Regions from separate parts of the Mus musculus genome. Here region 1 is linked to region 2. Evidence: chromatin contacts called from public promoter capture Hi-C data. All regions are on one chromosome and are shown on one strand. Each heading gives the region's core, a stretch centred on a gene start, on an enhancer-like site or on the middle of the called end of the contact. The rest is flanking DNA. Distances are from core to core; before and after follow the strand shown. Region 1 holds the start of Gas8 (growth arrest specific 8). Region 2 overlaps Zc3h18 (zinc finger CCCH-type containing 18).

The links. Promoter capture Hi-C pulls out the DNA fragments that hold promoters and counts their contacts.
Region 1: a promoter capture Hi-C map of liver shows a contact between it and region 2, with 4 times the contacts expected there. The contact joins the promoter of Gas8 here to the enhancer-like site in region 2. A contact is called at or near these places in 5 of 39 promoter capture datasets (the C10 cell line, hippocampal neurons, liver and 1 more) and 2 of 115 datasets of contacts at active chromatin or transcription factors (astrocytes and embryonic stem cells).

What each region holds. Positions count from the first base shown.
Region 1 is chr8:123,516,901-123,520,579 of GRCm38.p6, forward strand. Gas8 (growth arrest specific 8) reads left to right here and starts at 1,935. Exons shown (of 11, transcript NM_018855.2): 1 at 1,935-2,052. The coding sequence starts at 2,050. It also overlaps a transcript of Dbndd1 not described here.
Region 2 is chr8:122,383,774-122,387,687 of GRCm38.p6, forward strand. It overlaps Zc3h18 (zinc finger CCCH-type containing 18), which reads left to right. Exons shown (of 18, transcript NM_001029994.1): 2 at 1-231; 3 at 3,089-3,173. Among named protein-coding and RNA genes, the nearest start is that of Gm39270, 8.6 kb to the left of the region's middle. Within about 2 kb of position 2,353, at least 3 of the 459 cell types and tissues checked have an H3K27ac peak or open chromatin away from gene starts, as enhancers often do. A contact at or near this core is called in liver, where this site is marked.

The DNA of each region.
Region 1 (3,679 bases), core at 685-3,184, 1.1 Mb after region 2:
CACCAGGCCTGGCTGAGTCAGTGCTCGGTCCTTGGTCATTCCTTTCCTCCCTGGGACAAAACCAGGGTTATAAGGTTAGCTTAGGGGGAGGGGGAGGGCTGGAGAGATGGCTCAGCGGTTAAGAGCACTAAGTTCAAATCCCAGCAACCACATGGTGGCTCACAACCATCCCTAATGAGATCTGATGCCTTCTTCTGGGGTGTCTGAAGACAGCTACAGTGTACTTAAAATAAATAAATCTTAAAAAAAAAAAAAAGAAAAAGAGGGTTGGGCATAGGCCACTATTAGGTACCTGGGACATTAGCAGGCTGTGCTTTCCAAAATAGTAAAGCAGTTAAAATGTCAGGGAGCCAATCATGGTGCTACACACCTGTCCCAAATGCTTCACAGGTGGAGGCAGGAGGAGCAGTTCATGTTCATCTCTGATCTTGCTGATGGTCTGGCTTTGAGGTCAGCCTTGGCTACATGGACTCCGCCTCAACAAACAAGCCAAAACTGCTGGAACCATTTCTTCCAGAACCGTACCATCAGGATCTTTTAGCTGCAGTGCTGTTGGAGCCTGTGACTGCACTGGCTAGTAGAGTGTGGGAGATGTGAGACAGTGCAACTCCCAAGGCTAGGTCTTTAGGAAAGAAATCCAGCTTTCTTGGAAGGCTCCCGTAAAAAACAGGCTACCCGGAGTCCACCTGTGTATGTTCCGGCTGACAATCTGAGCTCTCGGCTGACAGCATTCGACAGCTGACCTAACTGTGCTCAGGTGCTTCTAGGTGCTGCTTTTGAGTTTCCCAGGCGAGTGGGGCTCGCCTTAAAGTTCACTGACAGCAAACAGCGTGGCGGCTATGTTGGACTTTTGTTAAGATTTACTACAAATAAGCCACTGTTAGAATGCTCACAAGGATCCGGTGTTGTTCTTCCAGCGGGCCATTCTTCAAGAATCTGGGAGAGGGGACACTGGGAGGTTGGGTTAGCAAACAGGGGAGTCTCATTGCTAGGAGCCTCAGATCCCCACCACTGAGCAATCTTTCTCTCCTGCTGCATCCACTTATGGGTGTGGAATCTTCATCCTCAGAGCAGGCAGAGGAGCATAACCTGCTGTCCCTTCTGTTTCTGTTTTACCCTGTCCTGCTAAGCCACTTTGTTGTTGTTTTGCTTTTGTTTTGTTTCTCTTTCTTTTTATGTATGTGCATACACTGCAGCTGTACAGATGGTTGTGAGCCTTTATGTGGTTGTTATGCAGGGTGCAGCCCTGCTCCAAGCAACTCCAATCAACTCGCTTATTTATTATTATAAATAAATACACTGTAGCTGACTTCAGACGCATCAGAAGAGGGCGTCAGGTCTCATTATGGGTGGTTCTACCTTCAGAAGAGCAGTCAGTGCTCTTACCCGCTGAGCCATCTCTCCAGCATTTTTTTCTTTTTTTTTTTTTTTTTTTTTTTTTTTTTTTTGAGACAGGGTTTTTGGTATGTAGCCCAGGCTAGCTTCCAACGCATGCAGTCTTCCTCTCAGCTTCCCCAGTGGTCGCAGGCATAACACCCTTAGCGTTTTTCTTTCTGGAAGCCCAGCTTTACACGTTCAGTCTCATCAGAGCAGCATGTGGAAGGAATTTTCACAAGCAGGGCAAGGTGGATGGGCCGCAGGAGCGGGCTCTTAGCTCAATATTTGCATCCAATTTGGGAACTTGGCTTGGGAGGCAGATTAATCATTCAGACTTTTCTCTTTATCCGTTCCTCCTTGTGAGCGCCCGCCATGTAGACTCTGGAGAACCCGAGGAACCACAATAGGTTTCTTCTGTAGCCCAAGTTGTAGTGGGAGAGAGACCAGCAATACACCGAGGGCAACACTAGCTCTTCTGGCGCGTTGTTAGGGACGCACTCCCGGTTGCCCAGGTCCCTTAGGGCGGGGGTGGGTGGGAGGGGAGAACTGGAGGATAGTCTCGCGAGGATTTGAGAACCAGCACGGGATCTAGTCGGAGTTGCCAGGAGACCGCGCAGCCTCCTCTGACCAGCGCCCATCCCGGATTAGTGGAAGTGCTGGACTGCTGGCACCATGGTGAGTCGGCCTGTGCTCGGAGTGTCCAGTGCACAGAGAACCTGGGAGGCTTTCGTGCAGAAATGTGGAGAGGGTCGGGTCCCCGGGACTGGGAGGGCCTGCAATTTTGGATTACTAGAATGGAGAGCTGGGCGCAGTTCTTCCGTGTGGTCCCGGTTGGGGAGGCCAGGAGGCCGGGGCCTGCATTCAGGTTCTCTGGGATGATCATCACACTGGCTAGACTGAGAGTCCAGTGTGCAAGGCGTCCAGAAATCAGAAGCTGAGTCCGTCAGATCCTTGGGACCAGTACTTAAGGGCTCAGGGGTCAATTAAGTGTCCACAGGGCGCAGAATCCGGCACAGGAGAAACCCCGAGAACTCGGAGGTGGAAAACCTAGCGTGTACCATGTGGCCGGAGGCCTCCCTACCAAGGGCAGAGTGTCATGGAGTGACCAGGGATACACACCTTGGGTATCTCAGGCTCCTGAGAAGAAGAAGGCCGAAGCCCCCTGTCTCCTTTATTTTTCTCACATAATGCCCCGCCCCACCCAGGAGATAGATGCTGTCAGTAGTGCAGTGTCTTGGCAGATGTGCTAGGGCATGGGTCATTAGCTGGTGGGGTGGCATCTTCCTGCGTCTGCCTGCCTGGAACTATGGCCGATATTAACTGCTGCTTAATCTTCCCGCCAAGCATTTATGGCCTTGTCAAGGCTGCTAGAATAAAGCAGGCCCTGTGAGCAGTGTCTGCTGGGAACATCTGCAGACAGACACAGTGTGTGCGGTGTGCTCAAGACCAGAGTTCCCTGAAGTGGGTTCATAATGGCAGACACGAGTCAGGAAGCCTCAGATTCGGTCATTGCTGTGAGGTCTCTCCAAAAGGCTTATTCTCGGTCCTTGCTGATGAGGGTCTTCTGTGTCTCTGTGGTGGCTATGAAGCGTGGTTGCCAGTATACTTGTGGGGTGGGGCGGGTGTGTGTGTGTGTGTATCCCTCCTTTTTAAAGCCCAGATAAGTTTTTCTTTTTATCTTTTAGGTTTCCACACTACCTCCTCAAATGCTGCCTTTCCCAAAACACCCCTTCTCCACCCCCCCATAAGTTTTTCTTTTTTTTTTTTTAATGTAAGATTTGTTTTATATATGTGAGTACACTGCTGCTGTCCTCCAACACACCAGAAGAGGGCATCAGACCCCATTACAGATGGTTGTGAGCCACCATGTGGTTGCTGGGAATTGAACTCAGGACCTCTGGAAGAGCAGTCAGTGCTCTTAACCTCTGAGCCATCTCTCCAAAAGAATGTTTTTAACCGTAACAAAGAAATTCTTGTCCTACATCCAGGAGTGAATGGGTTTGAAGTGTTTTCTTTCTCCTTCCCTTCCCCCTTAGTGCTTCTCCAAATGAGATCTCTCTCCCTCCCCACCTCTGGTATATTAATGGGGGGGAGGGATCAGTATAATGATACCCCCTAGGTAAATGTTCCAGTCAGCACTGTGTGAACAGTCAAGGTCAAGATTCTAAACAGGCATTCCTTCCCCTTATGCCTGTGTGAACCGAGTCAGTCAAAGAGGGACACCCTGAGGTAGAGCTGACCATGTGAGCAGTCAGTCCATCAAGGAGGGACACCCTGAGATAGAGTTGTCCTGTACTTAACT
Region 2 (3,914 bases), core at 1,103-3,602:
GAGCATGAACTAGACTATGATGAGGAGGTCCCTGAGGAGCCAGCTCCTGCTGCCCAGGAGGAGGAGGCTGAGAAGGCTGGGGCTGAGGAGGAGGAGGAGAAGGGGGAAGGGGCTCCCGGAGAGGAAGGGAAGCCTGATGTTCAAAGTGTGGGAGAACAAGAACCCACAGAAGCTGCCAAGGAGAAGAAGAAAGAGGATGACGACGGGGAGATCGATGATGGCGAGATAGACGTGAGTATGGTGGAGCTGTCAAGAGCAACGTGCCTGATCCAGAAGAAGCGGGCCCAGCAGGACTCTCAGGCTCCCTTGTTCCTAGAGAGAGGGTCAGTGGTAGGCTGGGCTAGGGTGCAGGGAAATGAGAGCTTGTGTGGAGGCAGGAAAGCAAGTGCTCACAGTGTGGAATGGGAAGTAGGCTTTTGCAGAGAACCTCAGAGAGGAGAGCTATCGGGGCATCTCTTGAGATTCAGGTTCAAGAGAAGATCCCATCTTTAAATCTTCACATGGAATCATGGGTGTGAAGGTCAGGTTTTCTTTGCAGATGATTCTATTGGAAGAGCGTGATTGGGAGGTTTGGAAGGAAGACATAGCCTGAAGTTCAGAGCAGTTGAGCTCAAAGCAGGTGAGGGAGAGGAAGACTAGATGAGCCAGCTGAGGTTTCTCAGAAAGCACCTGCTTGTCTGGTAGGAGATAGGTTAAACATATCAGATGATCTAGAGAGAGGGCCACTATCTGGGGACCCCAGGTTCTCACATGCACCAGTCCTGCGGTAGCCTGTTGGTCCCTGCACACTTAGTTCATTTTAGGGTTTCACGGATGGAGGATGACTTTGGCCATACAGTCTGGTTGGTAGCAGGGCTTTGTGTCCCAGTGGTAGAGTAAATGGGGTATAGCTGCTGCAATTGTATCAGATGTCTCACATTTTGTCCCAGCTGGGTAGTAAACAGTCTCCTGAGTTACCTGCTTAGTTCCCCTCAGGAAGAACTAGGCTGTGCATGATTTCTTGGCTCTTGTGTGTGTGTGTGCGTGCATGCGTGTGCTTCACCTATGGAGAAATTGATCTTTACCTCGGGGGTTGGTGAAAGGGAAAAGATGCTGTGCTGTTCCAGTTGGGATTATCAACTGTGTTTTAGCTGTGCCTGGTGTCAGGCTGCTCCCTGTGAAATGCCCTTCCTCTTCCCACAGTGAAAGTCAGAAGGGGTTGGGGGGGGGGGGATACTGGTAACTCTTGTGTTGTGCTGTGGGTATGGGCAGTGGGGAAATGGTTTGAACCAAGCCCACCCTAGACAGCATCCATAATCTTTGTGTGCTGGTTTCCCTTGGAAACAGTGTATGGGATGAATCTGCCACTTGACTTTCTGGCCCAACACAGTTCCACAGTATGTTTTTGTTTTGCCTACTGTGCCTGCTACCCCCATGTGAATGGTCCTGCAGTCTATGGGAAATAGCATGCTACTAAAAGACCCCAGCCCAGCATCCTTCAGTAACAGGAGAGGTTCTTCCTTCCTACTGTTCTAGCCCACAGTACCCTGTGGTTCATGTTGTTGGGAAGTCTTGGACACTTGGGATCCTGGAAGTGTATAAGGATCACAATAGCATGCTGAAGATATAACAGGACAGGTAGGCAAGTGGGCACCATAACTGATAAGTTTTAGCCTGGCCCATGATAGCACAGTGACTCCAGGCCAGCAGCCACTTTCCCTGTAAGCTCCTCTCCTGGACCCTGTCTTCCTCCCATTCCACAATATTGTTTGCATGTTTGAACTTTGTTGCTACGTCTCTATAGGCTCATGGGCCTCCACTGGGATTTTTCTTTTCCCCTGAGACAGGGTTTCTCTGTGTAGCCCTGGATGTCCTGGATCTCGCTCTGTAGACCAGGCTGGCCTTGAACTCAGATCCACAGGTCTCTGCGAGGTTACACCACCACTGCCTGGTTATCCACTGTGATTCTTGCTTAGCATATTTGTTGTTCTTATCATGGTCTTAGATAATTGCTGCATCACCAGACTCCCTCCTCAGGGACAGTCTCCTAGGCCAAGACCTACTTGGCATGGCATTCTGAAGATGAATATCTGAGAGATGAATATCTCTCAGGCAGAGCCTCTACATGAGTGTTTAGGATGCATGCAGTTTGGACTGTGGGCCAGCTGCTTGTTGGTGTTTGCTGGAAGGGATGTTCCCTGTCAGATGATATTTAGTGAGCATGGGGTTCTGCAGAGCAGGAGATGTGGCGTGACATCCCCTGTCACCAGAGGAAAACAAGGGCATCCTTTCTGATCCCTCTGACCTGTTCCTAGAGACGCCATGGTCAGTTGCATCTGCAGGACACGGGGAACAGCCCGTGTGTGTTTGACCAGGGATTGTTCTTTGACCCTGTGGCTCATGGCTTTGTTCTGCTTTTGTCTCCTCATGGGGTCAGCAGGCCAAGGCAGAAGGCATGTTTGCCCACTCTTCCCCTGGTGCCAGGGCTATCCAGAGAGCATAGGACCATGGGCATAGCTTGACTACAAGGAGTCTAGGCTGATGGGAATAGGTTGGTGAACAGGTCCTGGGCACAGGGGTGGCTGGTGAGACCCCAAAGTAGTGGTCAGGTCTTGGCTCCCCTGAGGACCCTGGAAATGCAACTTGGGTTCTGCTCTCTGTAAAGCTTCTGGGTCACTCTAAAGTAATGGTGAGGTAAAGAATGAGCCATAGGTAGTGTTGCTATCAGGGTCACCTGATGTCCCCATGAGTGGCAAGGAGTCTTCAGTTGTAAAGGACATGAAGTACTGGGTTTATACACTGTTAATGTACGTAGTAGTAAAGACCAAAGTATGACCATTGCCTGCTTGCAATGGATAGAAACAGAAGCTCTGCTCTGAAGTGTTTGGTGGAGCCCACCATTCCCACAGTACTCTTCTGAGGTTATAGGTGACTGGAGACCATCTGCTGTGTAACTGAGCACTTAAGAATGGGGAACTGGAGGTGAGCTGATGAGGACGTACCTGTGGAAAAGGTGGATGCTCCCCCAGCCTCTCTGCTTCCAGCCTGGTGAAGAGGTGTGGTGGGCAAGTGGTGTGGCTCCCCTCCAGATGACTGTCCTCTGTTCTAGGATGATGACTTGGAGGAAGGCGAGGTGAAGGACCCCAGTGACCGGAAGGTGAGGCCTCGCCCCACCTGCCGATTCTTCATGAAAGGTAACTGTCTGCCTCCAGCCCTTTTGCGGCCATCTGTGTAGCCTCTGCTCTCCTGGGGCCATGGTGGTGATCCATCCTCCTCTGGGCACACTGTTGATGTCAGTGAGGCTTCACGGGGCTAGACTGCAAGAGTTGATGGCAGTGAGGTGCTGTTGGTGGTAAACAATGGGCCTTTCATTGGCCTGTCATTGCCTTAAAAACTGCCTTAGAGGAGAGCCCCTCTTCTTACCCTACAGGTGTCGGGCCTGTGTACAGCAGACCCAAGGCTGCAGCACATAGTGGCAGTTGTTTCTGAGTGCTTCTTTCTATAAGGCCAGCTGTTCCAGTCTTAGCATTCCCCTCCTCTGTTAGAAGAGCCACTTTTTACAAGATGGGTTAGAAGCAGGTCCGTTACTTGTGGGTGGTATTGAAAAGGCAAGGGGAAGCCTCTAAGGGCATCAGGCCTGCAAAGGACTAATGCAGTGCAGCAGCTTCAGCAGGGGCATTGTCTTCCTTACAGTCCAGATGTGGACTGACCACATTAATCTGTGCTCTGGCTTTGTAAAGCCAGGGGTGGGGGCGGGTTCAGACGTGGAATCAAGAGTCTCCAGTCTGGATGTTCTTCAGTGGTTTGGGTGTATTTCTTGTTAGTGTTTTCCTTGGACAGATAGGCAGGTGTTTTCTCTTGCGCGTGGATGACTTTGCTCGCTTCGCCAGCCTGTGTGTGCAGTCTAAGTTCACAAGAGCTTCCTGTACTTCTTT